3 separate regions of the Mus musculus genome follow, and regions 1 and 2 are each linked to region 3. The links are chromatin contacts, called in public HiChIP or PLAC-seq and Micro-C maps. All regions are on one chromosome and are shown on one strand. The core of a region is the stretch at or near the end of the contact, and the rest is flanking DNA. Distances in the headings are between cores, read along the strand shown.

Evidence for each region. A called contact is a pair of places that touch in the nucleus more often than the background predicts. HiChIP or PLAC-seq counts read pairs in DNA pulled down with a chosen protein or histone mark.
Region 1: a contact with region 3 is called in a Micro-C map of embryonic stem cells, with 7 times the contacts expected there. The contact joins the promoter of Parp6 here to the promoter of Neo1 in region 3. A contact is called at or near these places in 3 of 39 promoter capture datasets (the 3T3-L1 cell line and cranial neural crest), 2 of 484 Hi-C or Micro-C datasets (embryonic stem cells and forebrain) and 4 of 115 datasets of contacts at active chromatin or transcription factors (the NIH/3T3 cell line, embryonic stem cells and pancreatic cancer cells).
Region 2: a contact with region 3 is called in an H3K27ac HiChIP or PLAC-seq map of extraembryonic endoderm stem cells, with 8 times the contacts expected there. The contact joins the promoter of Pkm here to the promoter of Neo1 in region 3. A contact is called at or near these places in 3 of 39 promoter capture datasets (cranial neural crest, embryonic stem cells and frontonasal cranial neural crest), 2 of 484 Hi-C or Micro-C datasets (embryonic stem cells and uterus) and 3 of 115 datasets of contacts at active chromatin or transcription factors (astrocytes, extraembryonic endoderm stem cells and pancreatic cancer cells).

The regions. Positions count from the first base shown.
Region 1 is chr9:59,615,252-59,618,616 of GRCm38.p6, forward strand. Parp6 (poly (ADP-ribose) polymerase family, member 6) reads left to right here and starts at 2,033. Exons shown (of 24, transcript NM_001205239.1): 1 at 2,033-2,157; 2 at 3,217-3,365. Gm51709 (a long non-coding RNA gene) reads right to left here and starts at 1,873. Exons shown (of 3, transcript XR_003948337.1): 1 at 1,736-1,873.
Region 2 is chr9:59,655,034-59,658,358 of GRCm38.p6, forward strand. Pkm (pyruvate kinase, muscle) reads left to right here and starts at 1,543. Exons shown (of 11, transcript NM_011099.4): 1 at 1,543-1,616. Gm51708 (a long non-coding RNA gene) reads right to left here and starts at 873. Exons shown (of 4, transcript XR_003948336.1): 1 at 804-873.
Region 3 is chr9:59,034,243-59,037,748 of GRCm38.p6, forward strand. It overlaps Neo1 (neogenin), which reads right to left and starts at 2,199. Exons shown (of 28, transcript NM_001042752.1): 1 at 1,724-2,199. The coding sequence starts at 1,886.

The sequences.
Region 1 (3,365 bases), core at 783-3,282, 580 kb after region 3:
CCCCTCCCCCTCTCTCCCCACCCCCATCACCCCCCCACACACACACACACACAGAGGGAGGAAGGGAGGCAGGGAGGGAGACAGTCAAGGAGGGAAGGAGGCAGGGAGGGAGGGAGAGAGGGAGTAACTGACTAATGGAAAATGAAGAAAGCCAGGAAGAGCATAATAATCTATAAAGCAGTTAAAATTCATTGAGTACGGGAGCATGAGAGGGAAAGGGTTAAAGAGAGGGAATCCTGGGAGGTTGTGGGATTCTGCCATTCCACATTTCATTCATGGGAACAAAACCTTTGTGTTTTCTTATGTTGAACACATTTCCACAGTGCATGCTCTCAGAAGACTATGTGACCCTAAGTCCAGTTCTGAACTACTGTGAACTATTGCACTCTGAGACTGGAGTATATCCCTCAGTTTTCTTCAGTTATTACAATGTAACAAAACACCAAAATCTGTTAGCAGTCAGCGGCCTGGGGATCCTTGGCTCGATCCAGTTGAGACTCATGAGTAAGCAAGGAGAGAAACTAGAACCCAGGGGGCAAGCACAACGGCTCAAGCCAAGAATGCAATAATTTAATTTTCTCTTCTTTCCTTCCTTCTTTTTTTTTGAGACTGTTTCTTTGTGTAGCTTTGAGTGTCCTAGAACTAGTGCTGTAGACCAGACTAGCATCTCAGAGATCTGCCTCTGCCTTTAAAGTGCTGGGATTAAAGGCATGCACCACTACCGTCCCACACTTTTTTTTTTTTAAGGGTTTTTTTTATTTTTAATGTATGAGTATCTGCATGTACACCTGCATGCCAGAAGAGGGCCCAAGATTTCACTATAGATGGTTCTGAGCAACCATGTGGTTGCTGGGAATTGAACTCAGAACCTCTGGAAGAGCAGCCAGTGCTCTTAACCCCTGAGTCATCTCTCCAGCCCCACTTTTTTTTTTTAAGATTAATTTTACATATGCATGTTTGTGTTTTCCTGCATATATGTGCGTGCAACGCATTGGTTCCTAGTGCCTGTGATGGCCAGAGAGGGTAGTAGATCTCCTGAAACTGGAGTTTCAAATTATTGTGAACTGACTCGTAGGTGCTGGGAACCCAACCCAGGCCTTTGACAAGTGCAGCCACTGATCTTGGCTGCTGAGCTTTCTCTTCCATCCCAACTAAAATGTTTCATTTAGTTAATTTCTGAGATGGTTTCATATATCCCAGGCTGGCCTTGAATTGGCTATGTAGCTTAAGACTTCTATGGGGGCACACGCCTTTAATCCCAGCACTTGGGAGGCATAGGCAGGTGGATTTCTGAGTTGGAGGCCATCCTGGTCTACAGAGTGAATTCCAGGACAGCCAGGGCTATACAGAGAAACCCTGTCTCGAAAAACAAAACAAAACAAACAAAAACAAAAACAAAAAAACCACAAAAAACAAAAAGACTTCTAACTTGATTTTTGTGCTTCAACTTTCTGAATGCTGAGATAACATTATACAGACTACAGGCACGACACGGGATTTACACACCTGTGCATAAACTAAGGGTTTGTGGTTGCTAGGCAAACACTCTTCCAAGTGAGCTATGTCCCCAGTCCCCTGTGTGATGAGAAAGCCTGGGTGCGGTCGGTACACCGAAGCAAATGAACATGGGAGCAAGTCAGATTTCAGAATTTTAACTTTTGATTCCTATTTTTGTCTGGCTTCAAGCTGCACCAAAGGGGCACCTCAGTATCTCTATATAGGCAATCTAGATTACCTTCTTCTGCAACCCTCCTAACCACACGAGGCGACAAAGAAAAACATTATATTTCGGCATGTCCGGAGAACCTCTTTCTCAAGCTCCCTCCGGGCCCCAAAGCGCAAGCGCCACTCTCTCGCTTCCTCACGCCTTCAACTCTGGATCACTGCGCACGCGCGCCCTGGCTAGCACCCTGGGGTGGGGACACGCCCAGGTACAGCACGCACCGCGGTTGGTCGGAAGAGGACACCTGATCGCGGTGTCTTCGCCTGAGCATGCGCAGAGCGCCCCGGCGTGCCCGAGACCGCACGCTGAGGCGTGTGGTGCGCGACCTCACCCGCCCGCCTCGGTCCCCGCCCCTTGGCCTGCCGCTCCGCCCCCGCGGGGCGTCCCGGGCCGCTCGTCCCCTCCGCGGCGGCCGCGCGCGGCCCGGGGTCGCCGTGAGTACTCTCTAGGCTGGCGTGTGGGGAGGCTGGAGTGGGGATGGGGCGGGGCGGTCGGGCTGCTGGCAAGGTCCGCCCTGCCTGAGGGACCAAGTAAGGGATGCTGACAGGCTTCGCTCGGCTGGGCGGCTGGCGGCGGCGAGCCGCAGACGGGTCCTTAACGGGGAAGGCCGGAGCTGAGGGCTTTGGGGGACACCTGGAGAAGAGGCCTCAGGCCCTGCCCTGCATGCGCAGGTGTCCTCGCGAGCGTCTTGGTCTTCTCCCTCCGCCCGGGCTAGGGTTAGCGCTGGCCCGCGGGTCTCGCCCCTCCGCACCCTCCTTCGCCCTTTGTTTAGTAGCCTAGTCCTTTTGACACTTCCGTTGGAGTGGAGTTTTCTTCTCCTAGCACACTGAGCTGGAAGTCAAGCCCAGAATGTAGACGTTGAGATCAGAGGCGTCTCTTGACTAGGTATACGTTAAATGGTCACTCTGAAAAGTGCCAATGGACGTAGAGAAAAAGACCTTTGTGGGTCGTCCGAAGGCTTATTTACCGTTGGCACGATCTCATAGAAATAGACCAAGCGTGTTAATGCGAGCTGCCATCCCCCAGAATAAACACTGAGCCTAACAGCACACTTCTCTGGGCACTCTTAATAGTCTCTATTTGATCTAGCTCCTCTTGAAAGGTTCCAGATCTGCCCCCCACCCCCACCCCGAACTAGTTATTACATGAAAAAATGGATAGATTTGGCCCTATCAAACGTTCAAGTTACTTATGCAAGTTTTGTGACCTCCCTAGGTTGGAGTATTAAATATGTAACATGAAAACTTTGAACTAGGTCATCTCTCAGCCCCCTCTTTTTTTTTTTTTTTCTTTTTTAATGAATTCCGTGCTCCACCATCTGCCTTTTCCCACTCTCCAGCTTTTAAATCTACTCTCCATTCCTGAGAGAAGGCCATGGAGTGTTGAGGATTCAAGTCTTTTTTTACTAAAACAGTCTGGTTGGAGAAGCTGGTCATTTCATAACTGTCTTTTCCTTAGAAAAACTGATTTTTTTTACCCCCTCCTTTTAATAGCATCAGAAACCAAGCAGCAAACCCTGAGGAGATGCTCAGTTTTCCTTGACTTCTACAGTGAAAGACCTTGAGAAAGTTGGCACTTCTAGCCTAAGCTGCCCTCATTCTACTGCTCACCCCAAGACAACCCAGGCTGGACTGTAGTGCTT
Region 2 (3,325 bases), core at 293-2,792, 620 kb after region 3:
AGAGGAGAGAGAGGGAGGGAGAAAAAGAATGAATATGAATCTATAACCGAAACCCTGACCTGCGTGGGCCTAGATCTGTGTGGCTCAGACTGACTTTGGCCTCTTGAGCGTTGGAATTACAGGTGTGAGCTACTCTGCTTGACGCACAGTATGCACAGTGGACCTCAACATGAGTAGATAGATAACTGTCACCCTGTTGAACACTATGGTTCTTTTGTGTGTGTGTGTCCAAGGCACAAAGAGGTCATTTCTTCTACCCCCTTCTCTTGCAGAAAGGAATGATTTCCTCCACAGATATAACCTCCCCCTCCCCAACTTCATGTTCTTTCCACCATAATAACCAAGCATTTACTTCCCTAAACTAAGGGGACCAAGGGGACTTATAGAAGAAACTAAAAAACTTTATTTCACTACAAATTGCATTTATGTTACCCTTCCCTCTAATCAAAACTGACCGAAAATGGGATGAAGGCCTGTGATTCAACTACAAAGAAGTGTCTGCTTGAAATGGTCACACCCATCTTTTACCAAGAAAAACAAAAGAACAAAACAAAACCAAAAAAAATCCAAAACCTAAGGTACAGTCTTCCCATTTAGAATGTGGCAACATTGTATCTGCTTTCAAAACTCTGCGGAATGAAGACTAGTGTTAACAGTTGGGAAATTAGAAAATACTTTGTAGGGAAAAAATTGTTAATGCCTCCAATACTACAAATTTAAATACATACACGCCTGAGTCAAAAACCAGTGTTGACTCCTGCATAGATAATGGCTACACGTAGGTCCAGTTCTGCACTAATTACCTTGGATTGGTTTGCTGCGTCCAGGTCCAGGCATTTTAAAAGTGCAGGATTCGAGACTCAAAGTATTAACATGGGTCCAATCTAGCCCTCCTTATTAGGAGGTCGCGCTCACGTTCCAAAGAGAGACTTAAGTTCTTCCTACCCAGCCTCTAAGTCTGGAACCCTCTAGGAGGCAGCCCAGACCTTCCACCACTCTCTTGCTCCCATCACCCCAGCTTCCCGTTCCGCTCAGCCTCAGAGGGTGTACTGGGGCGGGCGCCGGGAGGGTGGAGAGTCTCCGGGCGGGGCTGGAGGAATGTCCGTGGACCTATAAATCTGGGCACCGCCCTGGTAGGCCAGGGCAGATGGGGAGACCTGGGCAAAAGGCCAAAAAGGGAACATTTTGTAGCCGATCTAAAGCAACAGGTGGCGGTGGCGCCCGGGAACCTAGGGGTGGTGGTGGCGGCGGCGGCGCTGGCCCGGTGGGCGGGCCTTGCTCCCTCACCACTTCCCCATTGGTCAACAGGATAACCCTTGAGCAAATTTGGTCTACGATGTCCTTCCGCCACGGAAGGTAGTCCTCCTCAAAAGGGCAACCTGCTTGTCCCGCCTACCCTGAGCTTCTCTCAGGAGGTGCGGGCGCCCCGTTGAGAGGCGGGGCGCCGCCGGCCGCAGCCCGGATTGGGCGAGGGGCGGGGCTGCGGAGGGATTGCGGCGGCCCGCAGCTGTGATAACCTTGAGGCCCAGTCGGCGCAGCCCCGCACAGCAGCGACTCGTCTTCACTTGACTGACGTCCGCTCTAGGTATCGCAGCAGGAACCGAAGTACGCCCGAGGTGAGCGGGGAGAACCTAAGCCATCTGTCCCCAGAGCCGATGCCCACTGGTGTGTAACGCAGGCCTGCCTGCCCACGCGGGACTCAGGCGCCAGGCATCGAGCATCCCACTCCGGGTTGGGGAGGAGCCACACTTGAGTCCAAGTCTTAATCCTCCAAATTGAGGGTGGCCGGCTAGCTCCTTTCCCACGGTCTCATTCTGCTCTCTCTTCCATCTCAATCTGGTTCCAGCCTCTTATCTTACTATTGCTATCCTCGCCACCCTGTTCTCGCCCTGCTCCGATGCTCGTCCTCCTACATCCACTACGACTTACGACCTTCCTCTTAGCTCTGTGCCCTCATAATTCGGTGCCCTCCTCTTAATCTCTACTTGAAATAATTCCCCTACTCACCCCACCCCCACCCCCCATTCAGCCTCCGCGTTCATCCTCCTTTCAGGTCAGCGTTCTCTTCCCGCGCCAGTGTTCGCAGCTCTTCGTCGCCCCTCCCCCCTCCGATCCGGTCACGTCCGCGCCGCAGCATCCTTTCAACCTCCATATCCTCGCCCCTCCCCCTCGCAGCTTTTCCCCTCCCCCCGCATTCTAGTCACGTCCGCGGACTCCTCGTGGTCCGGTGCATGGAGGTAGGATGCAGTCACTAGCGGTCCTTGGTAATGCAGCTACAAGTTACGTAACTTTTGTATTCCCGGTGGCCTGGCAAGAAAGGTTGGCCGCTATTGCTGCCTGTTTTGTGTGCCCGCAGATTTTTGGTGGTGGGCACGGGCCCTCATTGCTCTCGCGCTCCATCCTGCGGCGGAGGGGCGGCACGTACTGCGATGCGTCTGATTAATCGGTCATGCTGCTCCCACGTGCTGGCGAGGGGGAGGGTGGGCGATCAACCCATACCCGTTCCCGACAGAAACTGGAGCCCGACGCTACCAGAACACACATAGCCCACAGAGCTCGGTCTAATTAGGGAAGCAGATTTTGTCAAGTCAGTGCTATGAGGAAGATGGGGCTGCATGCACAAGGTGGCCGGCATACTGGTTTTGAAAAAGCCGGGCATCTTCTAGTCTGAAGGCTATAAAGACCCAGTAAATACCCAGTCATAGTAAGATAAGAGCTCGACCACTTTTTCCAAATCCAGGACACTGGTAGTTTGGAAAAAGTGAACCTTATAGTGAAAATCCAGTCGTGCATGGAGGCAGCTAGGTTTTGGAATCCGGTGTGATCTATTAATATTCTTAGGTTTGGCCTCTGGTCCTGTGTCACTCCAGGCTGCTAAATTACTGGTCTCCTTGTAAGTACGGGCCATCCTCGATGTAGTGACTAACCTCGGGTGAAATATCCAGAAGGGCATGCATTATATCCTTTTGGTCAATGAATGAAGTAGTTACCTTGAAGGCTACCAACTTGATTCTGTCTCCTTACTATTTTTATGCACATTAGGGGTAAGCTTGGGGAGGCAGGTAGGCTCTGAATACCCAGTATGCCCATGGAAACAAATTCTCTCTGGAATCCCGTCAGTGTTTACAAAGTAATTAATGTTACATTGCAGCTCTCCTGAGAAAGAGCTATCTAAAGGGAGAAATCTGTGCAGCCTTTGTCTTTGGCTGTGAGGGTAGAAACAAAGAAACAGGTACCCAGATAGAAGCCTTCCGGTCCTCTTTGTTCAAGTAAGCCTTTTATGCCTTCTGGCTTGTAGGAAGTTTGGTACTGTTGCCCCAACAGT
Region 3 (3,506 bases), core at 949-3,448:
GCTGGAAAGAGTAGTGACTCCTCCGAAGATGTCCTCTGACTAGCACACAGCATGCCATGGCACAGGCACAAACACACACGCATGACAGACAGACAGACAGACAGAATAATAAAATGTAAAACAAATTTCTAAATTCTAGCATTGTTTAAGCTTTTGTTAACTTTAAAAAGTCTCTGCCAAAACTTTAAACACAAACTCCAGCTATGACCTCAAATACACATACAATCAGCTGTATATAAATTTTCATAAGAAATTTAAAAAAAAAAGAGGAACTTGTTTTCCAAAATTTATACATTTCTCTTTCCCATTCCCATGAAAAGAAACTATTCAGGTACTTACACTGAAGGTCTGAAAACTGTGCCCCAAACTTTGTACAAGATAAATGTGCAAATGCCTATCACATCAGTGATCCTAACTTAACATTAACACTCCTGTTTAGCAGCTTAAATAATATATACTAGTGTGGGTTTAAAACTGTTAACACTGGCAAGTTGTGAGCTCTATACACATACACACAAAATGCAAAATAACAAACTTTATCAGCAAATCACATTTCGAAGTGATTTTAATGATTTCATAACAATCAGAGGGAAACACGTTTTTGGTTTAGCAATTACAAGTTGCCATTGTGTCTGATCAGGTGACCTTCGTATTAAAAATCTAAATCTCCACAAAGTGAGTGAAAGTTTCTTCAAGTTATATGGCACACCACCTTAGGTAAACGAGGTTAGCAAAGCACATGTCAATTTGCTCTTCAAGAGCCGAGTGAACCCTGCTCAACTATCAGAGGCTTGGCGATGTGTCAATTGGCACCCTTAAATATGTAAGAATGCTGGTGACTCCAGGAATGCATGAAACACACAGAAAAAAAAAAGATGCTGAATATATATACACATATATGTGTATATATGTGTATGTGTGTGTGTGTGTGTGTATACACACACATATACATATATAGTCACATAGAGACAATTAGACAAATCCTTAAAAATCCGATGTCTGAAATTTTTCAGAAGTTGAGAGTGGGTTACATAGAAATATAGTTAAATCCCTAGTAAAGAGGCACTACTTCACAGAATCACTTGGAGCCGCTCTCCAAGGCGTCCACAAGGCTAAGTCAACACCACTGATCTGATCATGAAGGGGCTAGTATGCCCCTTAGCACCCCCTCTCCTGAAGACCCAGGCTCCAATCACTGAGCGAAGAGTCCCTCGAGATCCGACAGCGCTTCCCTGGACTTCAGAAGCTGGGCAACCCATGGCCGAGGGGGATGGAGGGTGAAGAGAATGAATTCAAGCCCCCTCCTCCATCCCTTCCTGAAAATTAATGAATTGGCTGTACGATTGTTTATCTAATGAGGTGTGTAGTGGCCTCTACTGGTGCTTGTGTGAGCACAAGAATGTCCCACTCTTACAAGTGGGATGAGCCTGGGGGAGGGGAAAGAGGCGAGGGGTGAACCTGCCTCCCGGTACAAAGCGCAGAACTGGACCCCAGAGCTCCGGCCCGGATCCCGGAGGCGCCCCTCCCCCGGTAGGAACCCCTCCTGCCTGCTCCGCTTTCCACCACGCGAGACCCTTTTCTCTCCAGCAACGGGAGCCGAGGAGGAAAAGTTCCCGCACGTTCCCCTCTGGATCCTAAACAACAACAAAAACCCACCGCAGCGGCCACGGGAGCCGGTGCCGCGCCCCAGCCCCCACGGCGTCCCGGGCCCGGCCCGACTTACCTGCGGACTGCGGCGGGGAGCCGCTCTTCGTGGCCGCGGCGCCGGACGCCGGGCGTCCGAGCAGCAGCAGCAGCGGCAGCAACAGCAGCAGCGGCGGTGGCGGACAGCAGCGCCGGGAGGAGGAGGTGCAGAGGAGTCGCCCGGCTTCGCGCTCCGCCGCCATCTCTACCCCACGAGTGGCGGCGGCGGCGGCGGCGATAGCGCCGCGGAGCGCTCGCGCCCTTCCCTCAGCGCGCCTCAGCCGGTCTCTGCGCCGCAGGGCTCGGCTCCAGCCCGGCCCGGCCCGGCCCGCGCGGCCCCCTCGCGCGCCCAGGGGGAAAGACTCCGGGCGCCTCCCTCCTGCAGCGGGGCGGGGAGGAGAGCAGAGGAGAATCAGTACATTCCGGCCGAGAGCCGGGGGGTGGCTCGGTCTCTCCAGGTTCCAGGCGCCGCCACCCGCCGCCGACTCGGGCTCCTCACGGTAGAGCGAGGGGGGCGGAGACCGCGGGGTGGGGGGCGGGCGCCGGAGCGCGCCGTGCCGCGCACGCTCACAGCCGCGCACGCGCGCCTCCCTCCCCACGAGCACCCTCTTCGCGCCCCGCGGCCTGCCGGGCTCCAATCCCGGCGGTCGCTTCGCGGGCAGCCGCGGCGGTGGAGCCGAGCTGGCGCAGGGGCAGGCGGCGGGCCCGCTCCCCTCCCCCCTCTGGCTCTCGGGAGACGGGCACGGGCGCGGGGCGCGCGCGCCGGGCTCTGCTGCTGCTGCTGGCGTCAGGGAAACCCCGGAGAAGCGATCCGCCTCCTTCGCCTCCCGCCTCCCGCTCCTAACCCGCGGGAGAGATTTCCCCTCACCTCCGCGGACCGCTTCAAAGGCTACGGAGACCTGAGGCAGAGCCGCACGGACTCCGGAGCTGCTCACGGAGGCCGCGAGCCTGCGCGCACCTCTCTGCCCCGGGCCTCTATATAGGGCCTCAGAGGAAACCGAATGGCCTCCGGGAGGAAACCTGGGTTCGCAGAGGGTCGGCGCACGGATTTATGTGCTCGCCAAAAACAATAGCAGGCCGCCCGGCTCTTGCTGGGGACCTGGCGCGGTTCCCGTGGGAGGGGGCCGATCGCACTGCGCCGACCTCTGGCTTCCTCTCGGGCGGTACCCGACCCGCCGGGACCGTGGTGCCCCGCGTCCCCACTGAGACACTCGGCTCCGGCTCAGACAAAGGTGCGGGGAGTCCACTCCATCGCGTGCCCAGGCCAGGACCCAACCCCGTGACTCAATCTCCCCGGGGCTAATTCTCTGCAGTCACTGCAGCCTTTTACCTAGGCCCTGGATGGTCACTTTGCAGTTTTGTACTTGAGATCCAAAGTGTCTCTCGACAGTAAACGCGGAGCACGCGGGAATTGGTTTTTCAACCTCCTGGTACTACTGAGGATCGAGCTACCCAAAGTTAGGAGAAAACAGTCTGTAGTCTGCTGGCGAGAGTGCCCATACTGTTCTACCCTGGTTCTTCACTTAGTCATGTTGGGTTGTTGATAGGAGTTGGATTTTTATTTGCCCTTCTGCGTATAGTCAATATCCAAGATGTGTCCAGCAAAAAAAGACATTTCTTTTTCTAACACACACCATGCCTTCTCTAGTCACTTGCTATTTTATCTTATTTTATTCCAAAGTTCCAAAATAAGGCATGGATTGACGTGGGGAATGAAGAGCTCAGAAACCTCATTAAAACAGTGAAATTAGGAGCCCTCCCTTCCCCTGGCTCTTTGAAACAATTGGTTTAAAAGAGCAAACACTCGCTTATTGTTTTCCACT